3 separate regions of the Mus musculus genome follow, and regions 2 and 3 are each linked to region 1. A link is a contact called in public Hi-C and Micro-C data. All regions are on one chromosome and are shown on one strand. Each heading gives the region's core, a stretch centred on a gene start, on an enhancer-like site or on the middle of the called end of the contact. The rest is flanking DNA. Distances are from core to core; before and after follow the strand shown. Region 1 holds the start of Leprot (leptin receptor overlapping transcript). Region 2 holds the start of Dnajc6 (DnaJ heat shock protein family (Hsp40) member C6). Region 3 holds the start of Lepr (leptin receptor).

What was found. A called contact is a pair of places that touch in the nucleus more often than the background predicts.
Region 2: a contact with region 1 is called in a Micro-C map of embryonic stem cells, with 4 times the contacts expected there. The contact joins the promoter of Dnajc6 here to the promoter of Leprot in region 1. A contact is called at or near these places in 3 of 39 promoter capture datasets (the 3T3-L1 cell line, embryonic stem cells and epiblast stem cells), 1 of 15 datasets of contacts at CTCF or cohesin (the NIH/3T3 cell line), 4 of 484 Hi-C or Micro-C datasets (Sertoli cells, embryonic stem cells, nephron progenitors and 1 more), 4 of 115 datasets of contacts at active chromatin or transcription factors (embryonic forebrain, embryonic hindbrain and embryonic stem cells) and 3 of 9 other capture datasets (adipose tissue, liver and pancreatic islet).
Region 3: a contact with region 1 is called in a Hi-C map of stem cell-derived neural progenitor cells, with 4 times the contacts expected there. The contact joins the promoter of Lepr here to the promoter of Leprot in region 1. A contact is called at or near these places in 4 of 39 promoter capture datasets (hippocampal neurons, liver and maxillary cranial neural crest), 4 of 484 Hi-C or Micro-C datasets (stem cell-derived neural progenitor cells and uterus), 1 of 115 datasets of contacts at active chromatin or transcription factors (pancreatic cancer cells) and 2 of 9 other capture datasets (adipose tissue and liver).

The regions. Positions count from the first base shown.
Region 1 is chr4:101,645,940-101,649,382 of GRCm38.p6, reverse strand. It overlaps Leprot (leptin receptor overlapping transcript), which reads right to left and starts at 1,600. Exons shown (of 4, transcript NM_175036.4): 1 at 1,558-1,600. The coding sequence starts at 1,573.
Region 2 is chr4:101,549,020-101,552,462 of GRCm38.p6, reverse strand. It overlaps Dnajc6 (DnaJ heat shock protein family (Hsp40) member C6), which reads right to left and starts at 1,869. Exons shown (of 19, transcript NM_001164583.1): 1 at 1,608-1,869. The coding sequence starts at 1,794. Gm36012 (predicted gene, 36012) reads left to right here and starts at 1,262. Exons shown (of 2, transcript NR_168609.1): 1 at 1,262-1,327.
Region 3 is chr4:101,716,118-101,719,560 of GRCm38.p6, reverse strand. It overlaps Lepr (leptin receptor), which reads right to left and starts at 1,655. Exons shown (of 19, transcript NM_146146.3): 1 at 1,623-1,655.

The sequences.
Region 1 (3,443 bases), core at 351-2,850:
TTTACGTTTATCTATCTACTTGTAGCCATGCACCATACTGCGTGTGCAAGTGTGGAGGTCAGAGGATAACCTGTTCGAGTTGGTTCTCTCCTTCAACCAGGTAGGTCCCAGGGATCAAACGCAGGTCTTAAGGCTCGACAGCAAGTGCCTTTCCTACCAAGCCATCTTGGGGCCCTCTGCTTCAATCCTTACTTTGTGCTTTCCCCCTCCCCCCTTATCTGAAGGACATCACACAAGGCAACCTTAGATTGATAACATCTGCTAGTTGCAAACAAGGCCACACCCTCATTTGGCAGCAGGGAGTTACAACTTAAAACATATCTTTTGGAGCAACATGATTCCCTCCACTATATTATCTCTATGTTCTCAACTGTCAGAGCACACATCATTTTCTTACACAGCAATATAATTATTTTCGGCAATCAACTCAGTCCAAACTTCTCACTTATCTTTTATCCCAAGTCTCCAGCATAGTTTCTCAATAACAGTTGAATTATGGGCAAAGTTTTACTTCCTTGTGCTCTTGTCTACTTCATAGCCTTTGTTCCTTTTCACTACATAGGCCCATAAATTACTGTTGCTACTTTGTACTTTCTGTCCAGGACTGAACACTCTGTAGTAGTGAGACACAATTTTACATGCTTTCTACACTGTCTTCAAATGGATACGTCATACAGTGGACATTGCCCAAGTAAACCATGTTTACTTTGATTTGAAATACAAAAGTCCCCCCAAAATGGTTAGCTATGTCTGTTACTAGTTGTGCACAGATAATGTACAGTGCATCCACATGAGTATACACTGTATCCATCTTACAGATGTTGGTGAGTGGGAAGGTCTTTGTGGATAGTTTTCAAAGAAAGGAAGTCCAACACAGAGATAAATTAAGTCTTCTCTGTGCGGATGACCAGAAATCCAAATACCAGGAAGCCTTCCAGTAACTTTGTCCCCACCCAACGCCCAAAGCTCTGCATTCACACAGATCAGGGTGATAATCTTTCGGTACCCTCCTTTCATCACCATTCAAGAACACAAACAGCACATACTGCTCTGTTCACAGACCAGTAAACACTCAAGAAAAGTCTTGTTAAAATCCCATCTAATTGCAGCCCCAAGGTTGCGTCGAATAGGGTATTTCTGGTTACTTTCCAAAGTGCCACACGCCCGAAATTATTCTGCCCAGCGAGAAAAACCGTAAGGGAACAACAGGACCAAGTTTCCAACACACATCCTGGACACAAAGGCTCCTCTGTAAGCCACAGGAAACTGCGGCGGGGCAGGAAGGTGAGGATGTGGGACCCTGATGTGACCTACGGAGAACTGAAAAGCCCAGGGGACCACTGTGGAACGTACAGCCCACGGGAGAAGCCCCCGCCTGGGAACTGACGGGCGTGGGCGTGGGCGCGAGCGTTTATAGGCTCCGCAAAACACCTCTGCCGCGCATTCGGGAGGCCGCGGTCTGCAGGAACTCGCACACCCGCACACAGGCTGCTCGCCATGCAGCCTGGAGCCAGGAGCGACCCCACCCACTAGCCGCGGGCGAGGGTCGCAGTGTACCTTTAACGCCCGCCATGTCTCTGGAGCTGGGGCTGTCGCTGCTTCCGGCTTTCTCCAAAAGCCGCCCACACCCAGACTAGCCAGGGCCGGCGCGCGAATCCAAAGCCCGGCCCGCCCCCTGACGGTATTGACTTCCTACCCAACCAACGGAGCCCCGCCCCTTCATTAGGCCCCGCCCCTGATTTTAGACTCCGCCCCATCCCGTGGCTTCCCGCCCCCAGAAGCCCAATCCCACCATCCATGCAGAACCTGATTCCTACTGGTTTAGAATTCTGCCAATTACAACCTCACACCCAATTATGCCAGATTCTGCCCTACAGGCACTCAGTATTTCCTATACTGGTTCTGATCCCTGCCACTCTGAGCTCCTCCTCTGCCGGGCCCGGTTCCGCTCGGCCCACAGTTCCGCCACTCTGGCACATAATCCTGCCTCCAGCTCATGGAGACCCTCCCCCAACGCCTTCCTCCACTTCGCGGACTCCGCCCCCAGTTGGCTGAGCTCAGTCCCTGCCAGCACGGATCCCAATCCGCCATGCAGAACTCCACCCCATTGGACTGATCCCGCCTCCGCCACTCATAGCTCGGACTCTACTGGTCCTACTTCCTGCCACTCAGAACTTCATTCCAGTAGTCTCCCAGTTTGTTCAGCACCGCCCCGCTGGCCGGGAACTCCGCTCCTAGTCTCAGCCCCCTCCCACTTTGATTACTTCAGAATAACTCCTTTATTTTAACTCTTCGGGGGATCCTGGATTCTGAGACATCTCAGCCCTGTTTCTCAATCTGGGGTCCATCCCTTCCTCACTGTCGTGACTTGGGGCCCAGGCTCTGCCTCAGGAGATTCTAGATGCTCACCATCACCCTGGCTGGCTGTTAGGAAACTTGCCTGAAAGGACTGGTGGAAAAAGTGGGGCACGGGATAAGGATGGGGAGAGGTTACCTTCCAGGACGACTCTTCCTGTGTGCCTGTGTGGTTTGTTTTGAGAGTGTGTGGCTGATATAGTAGAGATCGGGAGTGAGTGACAGCACCAGAAATCAGGATTAGAGATATCCCTATGTAAGATCTTTGACTTTTGTATAGATTTGCTTGCTTTGTAGCAAACTACATTAACATTTTGTGTAAACTACCGCGTCCGTCTATCCCCCTCATTCATTACAAACTCTGTGGGTCCGGATTTCTTTAGGTCCTTAAATAAACGCAGGCCTGCAAGTAACTAAGGCCAATTTTCACTCCTCCAGATCCATCTTATTCTTACCTTCTTCAGTGGAATCTTCCTTCATCTTAGAAACCATCCAGTAGTCCAAGTCCTCTACAGAAAGCAGTTCAGAAAGAATAGGAACTGAACCAAACAGCTCTTTAGACAAGGTTAGAAAGTCAAAACCCACGAAGTTCTAAACTTAAAAGGAAAATATGTATATACACATATATATGTATATACATATATATATGCTTAATCTGCTAAGAACCTAGTATACAATCAGTGATTCTGAGAGGCACATTTGCATAACTTACCACAATAGAGCAATTGTTCTCCTTTAGACTGTTAATACTATTGTAACCATTACAACAAGTTAAGCCATTGTACCATTGAGAGTGTGTACAGGATGAAGCTTGTACACAGGGTCTGCAGTGTCAGGCATGTGCCAGCATCATGGACAACGTACCTGGTGAAAATGGGGGATTATGGTGCCTATAAAAGCACTCAGAAAATTGCTCTGCCAGACCTGTGTTTTTAACTTCTCCTTTATAAGCACTGAGATCTGTTAGTGAGGAGGTAGGTTTTTCCCACCTTAAATAAAGAGATTATGTGATGTAAACCGTCCCACTCTCCTTCCACCCTCAACCACACTGTTTGTTTCTCTCCGACTGCTTTCTGCCAACAACAACT
Region 2 (3,443 bases), core at 620-3,119, 97 kb after region 1:
CCCACAGTTTCACAAGGCATTTCATTGTTCTCTCCACCTACTGAAAAACCTGATTTGATAGGGGGAGAAAAGGCCAGTCCTCAGAACTATAGGACCTAACTAAGTCTTCTGTGTTCGAATGGCTGTCCCTACCAAATGATAACCCACCAGAGGCCCAAAAGACTCTATTCTCTACTTTAATCCTGTGTTTGGACATCACTTGGCCCAGGAAATACATTTTTTCCCATAAAAATGTGTTTCTTCTATATTGTAACAATACTTAAAAAAAAAAAAAACAAATCCCACTCCTGAAATGATTGTTGAGAAACCACTCGTGGACTCCTGTCTTCACATTCCTCATATGGAGCTGCTTTCTCTGCACAGTGTTTCCTCAAATGACCATGGGTCAGAGTACAAGAATCTCTTAAAGCTTTGAAGGAGAGCCAGAAGATAAATAGCATTCATGTACCATAGATCTAGACAGGCACAGCTCAAATAACCAAGCATAGCATCACTTCCCAGACCCTGAAAACAGCAGTCCACTAGGAACAATGTTAACTGTATATAAGATGATCCGAGAGAACCTCACACCAGTACCCTCTTTGATTTAAACCAGAGCTTAACTAGTAAACTCCTTTTTAAACTAGAACAACCAAATATCTGGGGATAGTATTTCATGTCACTTTCAGGAAGACGGAAATAGAAAATGATAGCCCAAGGAAAGACATTATACAATTAAAATCCACAAGTGATTATAAAGTCAAGGAATAAAATCCTACTTGGTTTCATCCCAACATGACTCCCACCAGAGTCCTTAGCTGCCCCAGGATTAAAGCCACAAAGGTAGAGCCGGCCCCTGTGGTTCCCATCCTGGAAAAGTACACAAACAGCCCTTACACAAGTCTTTGGACAGCAGGGATTCCTGGATGACTGTTTTGATACACAAATCGCTAACTGTCACGGAGTCTGAGAGGTCTGTAACTCATTAAAACATTTTTCTGAGACTTGCAAACACAGATACAAACTTTAGAACCAACTCCCTATATGAGGAGCTTTAAGAAATTTTAGCATGCAAAAGGATAAGATCAAAGCCAACAACAGAGGAAACAAATTGCATTGTGTAAAGTGTAAGGGCTGTGTTGTTAAACAGGGCTCTTGATCCCAGTAAAGCCTTCCGTGGGAGAAAGGAAACATTAACCCTAGAGGAGCTTTACATAATTGTAAATAACAGCAGCCATCAGGGGAACAACTGGTATAAAAGCGGTCTGCAAACAGCAAAAGCACCAAGCATTTCTCCTTCACCTCGGCTCAGACAGTTGGGCGGAGAAACCAGCCACTTTGCTTCCAGGTACCACCCTCCCCTGGCTCCCCTCCCTCCCTTCTCCTCCCCTCCCTTTCCTCATCTCCCCGCCCCCAGCTGGTGCATTCAGCAGCCTAGGGAGATTAAGAGGTGCTTGCTAATGTCACCGAGCCTCCAGACGGATCTAACGTTTCTTAGCTCCCTGGACCAAAGAAATTAGAGACGTTACACCATGTGGTATTAGATGCCATGGCCTACAACCCAGCCTCTCCTAGCCTGGACCGGGGATGTGCACCGGGCCGAAGGACTGAGCCACAGCGGCCGCTACCTGAGCTGTCCGTGGTGCTGGCGCGGTGCGGAGGCTGCCGGGCGGGACTACGCACCGCGCCCGCGGTCGCCCTCTGCGTGCCAGCCGCCGCGCCCCGTGCGCTCGAGTCCCCGTGACTGTCCACCAGCTGCAAAGATTCATAACCATCGCTGCTGGTCTTTTTCCGGTAGCTCCCGAGGAGGCTCATGGGCAAGCCCGGAGAAGAGGGGGAAGAAAAAAAAATCAACCTGGGAAAGGAAGGGGGAGGGGAAGACGGGACAGACTAAGAGAGGGATGAAAAAAAATAACAATAATAATCAAGTGCCCGACATGACGCGAAGAGGAGGGAAAGAAGGGAGCGGCCACCAGGAAGGGCTCTGCAGCCACCGCCCCGGGCACAGCGCACCCAACCGGCCCCGGCCACCCGTAGGCTGGACAGCGCCCGAGGAAGTGTAGGTGTAGCCGGGCAAAAGCCGGGCAGCTCCCGGAGTGGCTGGAGGGGGAGGGAATAAACAGAAGAGAGTAAAGGAGGGGAGAGTCGTAGGGAGGGAGGCTGAAAGCGGAAAACGGGGCGGGGCGGGATGGGGAGGGGACCACGACAACGCGGAGGGAGGGGTGTGTCAGCGCGGCCGTGCTTCAGGAAAAAAAGGGGAGAAGGTGTCTTGGAGACCAGCACCCTTGGAGAGAGAGCCAGGCACGCCCATTTCATGTAACTCAGCTGGTCTTTGTTGGAAGTGAAAGACGCCTGGGTTGATCGACCTGGTGGACTGGGTTGTAACTCCAGTAGGAGGGGAAAAGGAATCTGTTGATGGCAGGCCATCTGTGTACCCAGAGCAGGCGGAGCGGCATTTCTGCACGCTCCTGGCACGGGATGAGCTGTGGATATGAAAGCTGGCTAAAGGGGGTAAGGGAGCCAGGGCCAGATCTATTCAGCAACTATGTCCTGTGCACTTCCAGGTTTCTTATCGTTTACCTAGGAACAAGGAGAAAGGACTCCTCAACTCAACTCCTCAAGCTGGCTTGAAGGATGTCTGGGAAGAGAAATATACCAGATTTTCTTTCCATCCTCTAGCCTCGCCCCTCATTTTTCTTTCATAGTTGTAGGCAAGAAAAACAGCCATTATCAGAGGGGATCTGTCACAAAGTTAATTAGCAGCAGGGCCCTCTTCTTGAAGAAGGCTCTGCAAGCCCATGTGACTAGCTGTCCGCTTGTGACTTTTTTGTATTCTCAAAGAGTCCCCCAGCATTGTGTGAGTGTCAGGCCTCCACAATCTAGATATGAACTGTGTTCAGTCTCAAGATGCAAACACCCAAAGCTTGTTTTCACCTGATAGTATTTCAGAAGGCTCCCTCCTCAGCTCAGGTGAAAGACCAGATAAAAATGTTGACTTAAAAGTATCATTTTCCTCTTCTAGCCCTTGGATAAACTAAGAGGACAAACCTTTCAGAAGCACTCTGGCATGTTCCTGTGATAGGAGAAGAACGAGTGCACATGTGTGCTGTGCGTGGGGGCAGGGCACAGGCAGAGTGCCGGCCTGACCTGCCTGTTGGCTTACATAGTTGTCTCTTGCTGTTATTATTTTGATCACATCAGGACACAAAAATCAAATGACAGCAATTAAGAGCCTTCTATCCAGATCATCTGGAACCCAAAATTCCCTGAAAATCCCAGCTCCTCATAAGTCTAAACTCAACAAACTAACTGCTTGACAACCATTTTCTTCTTCAAAGATCGCACAGACTCATGGGTTGAGAAGGAGTCAGAAGAGGTCCAAGAGGCGGGGTGCTAGATCCTCTCATCCCTTCACTAACTGTCCAGTGTGTTCCCATCTGCTGAGGTGCAGTAAGGCCAGAAGC
Region 3 (3,443 bases), core at 406-2,905, 70 kb before region 1:
CCCCCCTTATTTCCAAGACCTCCCACTTCACAAACACAAACCATTTGGTCCTGTATTAGTGATCTAAGGGCGAAGCAATGACTGTTTTTCCTCGATAAAGTCATAGGAGAGTAGAGCCCCACATTGCAAAAGAGAAAAGGGTCTCTGCCAAGCTCCACAGCTCCCCAAGCTGTGAATGAGCTGGCCTGGATCTAAGAGGCAGATGCCTGCAGTGTTCCCCTTGTTTTTCAAGCAAGCACCAGCAGGGTATCTGAGCTCTAAGGCTCCCTAGCTAATCAGCACAGGATCCACTTCAGTCTGCTCAGTTTCAAAGGAACCGAGCCTCTGCTTCAGGGGGTACTATGAGGACCACAGAGAAACTGGTCGACGTTCTTCCCAGCCAAAAGACAGAGAAAGAACTGAAAATAAGTTAAACTGTGTTCATAAAGGAGTACTTCAAAGTCCTTTTGCTTCTTAGATTGCACACAAAGCATTTGTGGGTGGTAAGACATTATTTCATTTTAGACCATAGCCAACAAAATTAGCTAAAAATGCTTCTATGCCTAGCCTAACTGGCAGTGTCTAAATCCCAAACAATTTTAAAAATACCAACAGTAAAATATTTTATGTGGTTAAAAAAAAAAAAAAAAGCTACTGTCTCCTTCTGTGCCCACATATGTCAAGGTGTTCTGTTTTTCAAAAATTAAGCAAAAAGTACACTGCCACGTTATAGTACTACTGTGTGTGTGTGTGTGTGTAGTACTAATTTCTGATTGATCTGTTTAGTTAACCTCTACTATTTTCTGGGATTCATTCCAAGATTATTAAACATATCACTGAAGTTGCTGTCTCTGTTATTGAGATTCATTTCAGAGACACTCTGAAGTGGTCTGGAAAACCACTTCTTAAACATTCTGCACACAACTTTATGCTAAGAAGCCACAAGTGCCACACAGTATTTGATGAGAAAGCTACAATTTTTGGCTTTCTACAATTTTTTTCTTCCAAATATACAATACAAAAAAAAAAAAAAAAGTACTGTGTGAAAGCCACAGGTTATTTATGTAGTTGCGGTACTTCTTTCTTCCTTTTTCTATTCAGTTTTTCAGTGTTGCAGACATTGGCTTAAAGGTAACATGACTCTTTTAGTGCCAGGTGATCTATTCTTGTATTAATTATATATTTCCAAATTCTTTACAAATGCTATGTTTTCCCTACCACTATTAACTGAAAAATCCTGAAAACATTGATTGTTAATGCACATAAAAACCCCAACCCAAGACCAATGGAGTCTTTTAGTTTCATGAAATTAGCAAGATTAGCAATTACAGAAGTCTAGATTTTTAATATGAGGCACACCTGAGGTATTATTAAAAAGCCCTCTGAAATGAATCCAACCCTCTAAATGTGATAGACAAGAAACCCATGGAGGTTAGGCTAAGCACACACCCCTGAAGATAAATCGGAAACCACAGCTGAACCCAGGTGCTATGTTTCTGGGTCCGGAGCGCTGTCGCTGCGCTTGCGTCACTGTCTGGATACACACAGACCCTTCAGGCCCCTCCGAAGAACTCCTCTGCAGGCAGGAGTCCACGAGTAGCGTCGCGCCCCGACACCCAGTGCCTTAGATGGCCTCAACATACCTGGATTTGCAGAACGATTCCTCGGTCGGGTCTGGTTTTTTCCTCACCGCTGCAAATCCTTTTAAAGGAGTGCTCCGGCTGGGGCTCCGCTTGGGGCTCCGCTTGGGGCTTTGGTTGGCCGGAGGGCTGGCTTTTCTATTTGTTTTGTTTCTAATTTGCTCGGGAAGGGGGAAGAGGGTGGGAAACTTAACCCGCCCCACAGCACATTTTTCTTCCTTGTGTCTTTCAAACCAACCCACCCTCTTTCCGCCTCCGGGACTTAAGGGGTTGATGTCGCAGCCCCGGGCAGTTTCCAAAGTAGTCAGAGGCCTGGAGAAGTTGCGTGGCTCTCCGCAGGTACCGCCCCAGTCTGCTGCCTGGTCCCCAAACGCCCTGCGTCCTGCGTTGCCTTGGGTGGCCTCGCGCCAGGGATTGAGGACTAAAAGAGTGTCCCACCTGTGTCCCGGAGTGGCGTAAAGCAGGGATGCCTGGGCTCTATGCTGCTGGCTCAGAAGGTGCCGACCACTCGTGCGCGGGCGCGACGCTGCGGGGCACTGGCCACTCAGGTGACTGCGCGGCGGGGACGCTGCGCGCGTGGCCGAGGAGCTTGGGCGAAGCTTTGAGGGCTGATTCTGTCCTCTCTGGCCTTTACAGCAGCAGGTGTGGGGTATGCTGCAGTAATAATCGCAAGGAAAGTGCCAAGTGGGAAAGAGAACCAGGAAAGACCCTTACCCCCTACCCCTCCAATAGGACAGTCAGGAGCTCCCTATCCCCTGATGTGCATCAGCCATCACCTCAGCCTTACTTGTCCCAAAGGGAAAGAGGGCATTCCTGCATCTAGTTGATTAATGAACACTTCGTTTTCCATCCTGGAACTCAATGACATTTGACGTAGCAGGTTACAAAATAGATAGATAGATAGATAGATAGATAGATAGATAGATAGATGGATGGATGGATGGAAAAAAATCTGTCCTTAGAGAGTCAGAATCCAAACTCAAAGTACATTTGTTGCTCTCTGCTCAAAATGTGACTCACTCATCTGCTTACTTCCTATGTCTGTTTATTGAGGACTTGATGTATTACATTATTCTCTTTGAACTTGAGGAAGGAGGACATAAGCATTTATAAAATTCCCAGCTGTACAGTAGATCTGAAAGAGAAACAGTAAAGATGAAAGTGAGTAGAGATATTTAGACTGGGTAAATCCTCAGTTACAAGCAAAGGTCTCTCAAGGTTAATTTGACCATCGTTCTCCTAGGAAGGCCATCAAAAAACGGGCTCTACAAGTGAATTGCCTGAATTAACCCAGCCACCACAGGACTGAGAGCATAGCTCCTATCCCATGAGATGAGCCATTACAGAAACTGCCACCCCACCCCACAGGCATGGCCTTTCAGTGACACTGTTCTGACAAGTGGTGGCCCTGAGATCATATGTTAAAGCCACTTCATTCAGAAATGCCACTACTACCGCATAAAAGATTTCATGGGCATCTGGGGTAGGCAACATTAACCTAGAAATGCTAAGCTTTGGTGGAGGGGGTAAAGAGAAGCAAAGCAAGAGGATATGTGTATGCAAGTGCCATGAGGGAATCATGACTTTATATACTTGCTAGGAAAAAGAAAAGAAAAAGAAAAGAAAAGAAAGGAGAGAAAAAGAAGAGAAAGGAAAAGAAAGGAAAGGAAAAGAAAAGAGAAAAAAGAAAAGAAAACCTGTGCATTATAGAAAATGACTGCCTCAAGGAAAAGTGCAGACCTCAAATTCTCCATTTCTGTTGGAGTCCCAAGCATTGCTTGGAGGCTAACCACAGCCATCAAGCCATCACTTTTGGCAAAGTGT